2 separate regions of the Sus scrofa genome follow, and region 1 is linked to region 2. The links are chromatin contacts, called in public promoter capture Hi-C maps. All regions are on one chromosome and are shown on one strand. Each heading gives the region's core, a stretch centred on a gene start, on an enhancer-like site or on the middle of the called end of the contact. The rest is flanking DNA. Distances are from core to core; before and after follow the strand shown. Region 1 holds the start of ATAD1 (ATPase family AAA domain-containing protein 1). Region 2 holds the start of PAPSS2 (bifunctional 3'-phosphoadenosine 5'-phosphosulfate synthase 2).

The links. Promoter capture Hi-C pulls out the DNA fragments that hold promoters and counts their contacts.
Region 1: a promoter capture Hi-C map of fetal liver shows a contact between it and region 2, with 3 times the contacts expected there. The contact joins the promoter of ATAD1 here to the promoter of PAPSS2 in region 2. A contact is called at or near these places in 2 of 5 promoter capture datasets (fetal liver and liver), 11 of 47 Hi-C or Micro-C datasets (alveolar macrophages, blood, embryonic fibroblasts and 7 more) and 1 of 2 datasets of contacts at active chromatin or transcription factors (alveolar macrophages).

What each region holds. Positions count from the first base shown.
Region 1 is chr14:99,883,190-99,887,297 of Sscrofa11.1, forward strand. ATAD1 (ATPase family AAA domain-containing protein 1) reads right to left here and starts at 2,315. Exons shown (of 12, transcript XR_002338606.1): 1 at 1,923-2,315.
Region 2 is chr14:99,716,992-99,720,913 of Sscrofa11.1, forward strand. It overlaps PAPSS2 (bifunctional 3'-phosphoadenosine 5'-phosphosulfate synthase 2), which reads left to right and starts at 1,308. Exons shown (of 13, transcript XM_021073102.1): 1 at 1,308-1,680. The coding sequence starts at 1,654.

The DNA.
Region 1 (4,108 bases), core at 1,065-3,564, 170 kb after region 2:
GGGTGTACAATAATGGCTAAGACACAATTACTTTACTCAAGGAATGCATAGTTCGGTTTTTAAAAATGAAACTAGAGGAGTTCCCCGTCGTGGCTCAGTAGTTAACGAAGCTGACTGGCATCCATGAGGACGCAGGTTTGATCCCTGGCCTCACTCAGTGGGCTGAGCATCTGGCACTGCGGTGAGCTGTGGTGTAGGTCGCAGACACAGCTCAGATTCGGCATAGCTGTGGCCCTAGCATAGGCTGGCGGCTACAGCTCCAACTGGACCCCTAGCCTGGGAACCTCCATATGCCGCCGGTGTGGTCCTAAAAAGTGAGAAAGACCAAAAAGAAAAAAAAAGAAAGAAACGAGAAATACAACTCCCCCTCCCGCCAAAAAATGAAGCTAGAGAGAAGCCACCCAGTTAAAATCTCTTATGTAACAAATCAAAGCGTGCTTTCTTCCATCAGCATGGCTTCCTAAAAATGGGTTAACAATATTCTTATAAAAAGTGAAAAACTGTCTTTCCAGCCTTTATTCCAATACAGTAAATTTGAAAATGCAGTTGTAATATGTGGTATCATTATGTGGGAATGTAATTCATAGATGAAAATAAACCAATTAGTAAAATAAAGGTTTACTAACTTTAACTAGTGATACAGGAATAAAAAGTTTTCATTTGAGTTAGTAGTGATAAAACTGCCATCTACTGGATGTTAACTGAACTACATGAACTAGTGCTCCTATGGGTACATTCAGGCCATCAAGAAAACGATTTTTTAAACCCATAAAAAAAAAAATTAAGACGCAAAATGTCTGTTGACTACATACTTTCCTACATTAACTATTAACTTCAATACAATACTCTGGACCTATAGCCACTTCTAAAATAGTCATCCTTCTTTTAAAATGACTTCAAAATCCTGAAATGAAACTGAAACTACTTGGAGGTTGTAACTGCATAAACTTCACTGTACACTTATCTATCATTCATAAAACATGGTATGCTTACAATGTAGGGCCGTTACAGTAATAACACCTACAGCAAAATAAAATAATAGAAGCTGCATGTGCGTAAAACAATAGAGACTATATTCCAATTTTGTATAAACATATAGATCAACAAATACACAAATTGCACATAAACATGGACGGTGTCATGTACAACTAAGAAATATGGCAAAACACTAATTCAGAGTTGTTAGGTAAATATGATACCAAACAGTTTCACTTTAAAGAATTCTCCATTTCAGGGTAAAAATCTTAAAAATCGTACCATCCCGACAATGAATAGTTTAGTGACAGTTTAAGAACCGAGAGTAGAGTATACTATAGCATTTCTCTAATTCACAGCAGTGTTTTACAAAGTTTTTCTTAAGCCCAGAAATCCCAGTTTCCCAGATACCAAGGCCCTATAAACTCAGCCTATGACAATGAAAGCCTGACAACCTTCACAAACAGGACAGGTTATTAGTTAACACCACCATCCTCTGCGAAAGCGTGTTCAGGCTTGAAGTAACATCTCCACTTTTGTACTAGGTAGTAGCAGTGCCTGCAGACAATCACACTCGGCTCATTCTGACCTCCTTTGCCCAGGACCACGGTTCTGAGGTCGTCCGGGACGACCTCATGCCCACGCAGGGTCCCGACTGCCTCCAGAGAGTCCCTGGAAATGTCCTAAGTAACTCTTGGGGGCAGTGCTAACGGAGACCTGAAGGCCTAGGCTGGGCCGGAAGCCAAAGCGAGGCCCGGGACGCCCTTGGAGGTTAATCTGCTGGATACCAAAGGTTGCAGGAAGCTGGCAGGCGGCACTAAGGTGGGGCATGGGAAGAAGACGAGGTGACCTTTCCAGCTGGGCTTCTTAGATCCGAGCTAGTTCCAAAAGTGCTCAGCCAGACCCTTTGCCTGTCCCACGACACCCCGCAAAAACCCGCTACTCACCCCCAGGATAGAAACAGCGGCCGCAGGAACCAGAGAGCCGCACACAGGAAGCAAAAGCCATCTGGGAAAGAACGCTTCCGGCGGCAGCCGCGGCCCGCCCCCTCGCACCGAGCATGCGCCACCCGCGGCCGATGGCCTGGAGGGGGCGCGTTTCCGGATTTCAGTAGCAGTGGGGAATTCCGTTGGAGTTAGGTCGAGTGTCCTGTACGCTGGGGTGAGCTGCCTGAGTTTTGCTGCTGAGTCTTAGGGATGGAATTGAGGCAAGTGGTTGTCACCTACCGTATTCTAGGGCTCCAGTTGCAACTCTGGCAAATCCGGGAGGCTTCATGAACGTGCAAAGAAGTGCTCTGTTCCCCCCGCAAAAAAAAGTTGACTTCTGCGGGAACCTTACTTCCGCCCTTCACTCCCTACATCCCTACCCTGGGTGCAAACCCTCTGGCTGCTATTCCGTTTGTTAGCCAAAGCGCTGACGCGCAAGCCCAACCCCCTACCCCTTACCATCTGTCTTTCAGTTTTTAGGGTGAGCTCACCCTCCTCCCCACGTCTGCGCAAACACCTGCGGTGGCGCCTGAAAATCTTTCTGCGAAACTTCTCTGCAGCCCACCCAGACAGGGCTGGTAGTCGGGACAAAATAGAGCATCTGGTAACAGGTTTTGCATTGCGGTGACTTCCCTTTTTCTTTTACCTCTTCCCCTTTCTAGAGTGAGAGACATGGCACAAGAGGTCCCCAGGGACCGTATCTGAAAGCCAGCGCCTCTTGAACACAGACTGCAAGGGGGGGGGGGGTGAGACGACATTGGACACTGCCCCCAGATATAAGAAGCATCACTTCCTTCAGATGGCGGTGAGACTATGAAGCAAAGAGACGGTTCCTTTTACCACCCTCCCCAGGAAGACAGTTTGTGCCTCTCTGCCTTAGGCAGCGTCCTTCAAGGCTAAAATTCTGCAGCCCGATTGTTGAATTCAGTGAATGCTACCCTTGTTACAAGGGGGTGATACTATAGTGAGGATAATAGCTACAGTTTGCTGAATGTGTACTGCGTGTCAGCCAATATGCTTCTTTGTACATCCTTAACCTAAGTTCCTCAAAACACCGGATCATCTAAAATAACCATTATGGAGCTACACTGTGGCGCAGTGGGTTAAGGATCCCAGGTTGCCGTAGCTGTGGCATAGGTGACAGCTGCTTCTGGGATTCAGTACCTGGCCTGGGAACTTCCATTGCTGAGGGTGAGGCTGAAAAAAGAAGGAAAAAAAGTAATGAATAAATAAAATAGAATAGTCACTTTTTATTTATTATTTATAGGTGAGCAAATGGTAAAGCTTAAAGAGAGAAACTTGCCTAAGTTCATGCACCTCACAAGTGGCAAAAAGTTACCCAAGGAGCTCCCTGGCAGCCTAGCAGTTAAAAATTTGGCATTGTCACTGCTATGGCTCAGGTTCACTGCTGTGTCTAGGGTTTGATCCCTGCCTGGAACTCCTGCATGTGAGGAGCATGGCCAGGAAAAAAAAGAAGAAGAAAAAAATCAGATCTTCAAAACTGAGACCTGGATCTGATTCAAATCCTATACTTTTATATTCCTCTTTGAAATAATAATTTAATACCAGTTAAATTTTAAAATCTGGGTAAAAGAGGTAAGACCATGAAGTGAAAAAATCTTAAGACATTAAAGGGTGAGGATGAAATGACAGGAATGCATGAATGTTTAAAAACTGTGTTTGGATTAACTGATAATCAGAATGGAATCTAATACCATAAGTGGTTCATGTTTTACATCCATGCCTTTTGGTCCATATTTGTGTGTCTACAAGCATTAAAAAAAAATTCCCCCCAAAAATTGATAGGAAGCTAGTTTGAGAGTACTAGACCGATTATTTAGAGAGGAAGATAAAACTTGGAGAACAGCACATGATTATAAGGCCAGGATAATACTTACAAAAAAAATACAGGCCATGTGTTCAACGGTCTTGGAAGAGACTCTCCACTGAGTCTCTGGGATTATCCTCAATCTGAGTCATTGCTTGGGATGCTCATGGGAACAAGCCTTAACAGAGCTAAAAGGTAGAGTTATTGAACTTTAGATTTTATGGCCCACTAGGATAATCATACCCACTGGGTGAGGAAAATGAGCTAAGAAATTCAAGATGGTAATGGATTTACATCACCCACTGAGTAAAACTGGGTC
Region 2 (3,922 bases), core at 58-2,557:
TAAATTCCATAAATTCAAAGTGTGCTAGTTTGTGTGCAGAACAGAAACTCAAACCCAGCATTTGCCCTCTAGCTGCTCACAGTTGAAGGGAGTGGTGGCAGCTTATTCCAAATGAGTAAGAAAATAAATATACTGATATTTCAAAACTGGACCAACATGTAGGCAGCCTTTTAAGTTTTTGATTCCTAATTTATTTTTCTTTTCCACCTTCCCATGGAGAAAGGTAGTCAATGAATGAATGCTTAGATCTTCAGTGTCTGTCTGAAAGCTGGCAGTCTTCCAAAAATAAAATTAGGTGCGAAAGAGAAGTTCCAACCCCTGTCTCCTTAAGATAACACTTCTCCAGTCTTTTCGAAGAAGGAAAAGCAAAGTTGTAATGGGCACTATGGCCTTTGGGCATTCTTCTTGGTTCTTTTGCCCTTTACTGTCTATTGATCTGTTTGTGACATTGTGCAAAGAGTTAAGGTACAGAGGCGGGTGTGAGGCCTTATGACTGCTCTCAAGGTACTTGTCACTAACCATAGCTTCTCCTTCTGAACTTCTGCTTCTCCCAGACATTTGAGTTAAGAGAGTTGCCCTTAACTTGGAGCCCTAAGGTATAGGCCATAAGCCTTATCAATTTGAGCCTCTTACTTTTTCACCTCAGGGCCCATCCGGGTTGCCAAACACACAGCTGTCCTAAGGGAATGCTTTGGGGGCTGGACTAAAATAAGTCCCTGGGCTACCACTGCCCATTTCCGAGGCTGGCCTTGCTTACTCAACTTTGTGAGTAGGAGCAGTGCCTCAGCTGGCCCATTTGCAACATGAAGAAAATACTGTGAGTTCCAAAGGAATGAATGCATGTGAACCCCTTAGTCCCACAGCTGCGCCTCACCATTTCATCGTTGTCATAGATGATGACGCGGGGGTAGAAGGAGGCTGACAGCCTGGGTTTCAGTCCCCTTTCTTGGAACATGACCATGAGGAAGTCTGAAAGCCTCAACCACTTCCTGGGAGAAAGTAAGACTCAATGCCTGTAGCGCGGGCACAGAAGGCTTAAGGCAGAGGTCAGTGGAGAGCAGAGTGAGAACCAAAAATGTTATCTGCTGCTGTTATTACGGCAGATGAAAACAAGCTGGGCATCGGTGCCCACTGAGGACCTTGCCTACAAACCAGGCGGATTCAGGCAGGTCGCAGAGGCAGGAAACCCTCCTTGGAGATGCGTGGGGGTGGGGTGGGAGGTGGGGGACGCTCTGGCAGCCGCCGGGAGTGGGAAGGGGGAGGGCGAATTTGACATCCAGCTGAGCGCGGGGCGTGTCGCTCCGTCCCTCTCGGCTGCAAGGTCCAGTCTTTGACACGGGCTGGCGGATCCGCTCCCGCGAGTTGGGGGCCGGGCCCAGGACCCCGCCCAGGCGGCGGCCGGGTCCCCTGGGCCGGGCGCTGCTGGCGGAGCAGACGGGGCGGAGAGGAACGCGGCAGGAGGAGGAGTAGGAGGAGGGGGCCGGTCAAGGGAAGTGCGACGTGTCTGTGGAGCCTTTTTATACCTCCTTCCCGGGAGTCCGGCAGCAGCTGCTGCCTACACCGCTGCCGCCGCCACCGAGCGTCCTAGCGTCTACGCTCCCAGGAGCTGGGCTCCGAGTTCCAGCGCGCCGGGCACCGCCGCAGCCAGCCAGCATGTCCGGGGTCAAGAAACAGAAGACGGTAGGCTTCGAGTCGCCTGCCTTCCTCCTCCCCTCCGATCGCCGGCGCCGACCCCCGACCCCGGGGACGCTCGGATCCCATCCTCTTCGGGAGGAGGCGAGCAGCCAGGGCGCAGAGGCTGGAGCGCCGGGAGGAGGAGGAGGGAAGCAGGAGGGCGAGGAGAGGCTGGGATTCCCGGGGCAGCCCTCGCCGGGCACTCCCTCTCCGCCCTGCGCCCCTTGGGGTCGTCACGGCCGGGATGGACCTCCGGAGGTGGCAACGTGGGTCTCCATCAAGAGAGAGGACCAGAGAGGAAATTTCCTTTCTTCCCCTAAGAGCTTTTTCAGACCCGCCTTTTCCAGCTCCGCGCGTGTCCAGCGGGTGGTAGGCTGACCGAACTCCTGTCCTGCTAGGTCGCTGGGCACACGTCAGCGATAGTCATTAGGATTTGGTCCATGGAACTTCCTTGGGGTGGACATCAATGACAGACTTTCATAGAGGAAACACAACTCTCTAGACGAAAGGGAGGAAATTGCATTTCTACACTGGCAGGGTACTAGCTTAATTCAGCTCCCTGTTGGGATCCGGTGGCATCTCAAGTTCAGTCATGGGTGGGGGCTCTCCTCAGCTTGGTGGAGTGATATGAGGGGACTGTTTTGAGGAGGCTTAGTTTTATCCATCATTAATCTGGGCATCGCCTTAATGGGAAATAGAGGAATTATTGAAAAGTTCCTTTCCCACTTAGCGATAGGGGCTCCTATAATTTTGCATCTTTAAAGATGGCAGCAGTGACCATAGACCCTTAAGAAGTGGAAGGAGCCTTGTAGACAGCATCTAGGTCACACCAGGGTGGTCCACAAGCCTTGTTTATATCCCAGCCGGGAGTCTGACTGCTGAACACTCATCTTTAACTACCACACTGCAAGCCTTAGATGATTATAGTGGTCACTAAATGGGCTGACCTCTCTCAAACAGTTCGACTTGTACTTAGCACATAGTAGGTGGTCAATCAATGTTTATCACAATTATAATGTAATATTTATTACTGAAATACCTTCGAGGTTTATTTGTGACAGGCTGAGGGAGAGATGAAAATAAAACTCTGTTGGAGAAGGGCAATCCAGGGGCCTGGCAGGAGCTAGAAATGTGGGCGTGAGCAGCATGGAAAAGAGGATGGGGGCCCTGTGGTTTCAGGAGTCCACATTGGACCCACAAAAACAGCCAGGAGAAAGGCAGCATCAATTTGAGAAGGGAGGATGGTGGGGGTCCACTTGCCTTTTATAGGAGTAATTTTAAAGTGGGGAGATGCTCAGTATTATATTTTAAAATATAGTTAAGTGAAAATCACTTGGGTTTTATTCCTATTTAATTTTATTAATTTCTATAAAATTCTAAATGGTATCTTCTGAGTGAGAAACTACTGTGACACTTAGTAGCTTTTTATATCAGTGGGATTTTGAATTCTTACCTCCCTGCTTGCATCAAGAATTACTTCCCAGTTCTGATGAAGTTGCTTTGTCAAGCACTAGTATTGAAGGGGCAGGTGGTCTTTCCCCTTCGTGTATCTCAAAAAGAACCGGTGAAGTGAAGGGTTTAAGAACAGGGGCTTTACACACTTATTGTGGCAACTGCACTGACAGAGGGAGCGAGAAATTTGAGGGCCACAGAGTTTGGTTTTTGTATTTACACATTTGGGATCTCCTTTTTTTCTTTTTAGTTTGGGTGTGTGTGTGTGTTCTGCACAGGATTAAATTAACAACTGAAACAGCCAGCAGGACTTGTGAACTTTTGTTTAGCCAACAGTTTTAATCTAGGGCACTAGCACAAGTTCCCCAAAGGGCCAGATAGATCCTATTGGGTAAAGCAAGCCAGCTCTAAGTGCATATAAAATCTCTCAAGCTTTAAATGTTAACTCAAAAATATGTTTTGAAACCTTGCAAGTCAGAACAAAATCTATCCCCATGTGTGACCTCTGAACTAATCAATTATTTGAGAAGTGAATCTTTTTTTTTTTAGGGCTGTACCCGTGGCATATAGAGGTTCCCAGACTAGGGGGTCCAGCCGGAGCTAGGGCTGCCAGCCCACGACAGAGCCACAGCAACATCAGATCCAAGCCATGTCTCTGACCTACATCACACCTCACAGCAACACTGGATCTTTAACCCACTGAGCGAGGCCAGGGATCAAACCCGCAACCTCATGGTTCCAAGTTGGATTCGTTTCTGATGCGCCATGATGGGAACTCCTGAGAAGTGGATTTTTT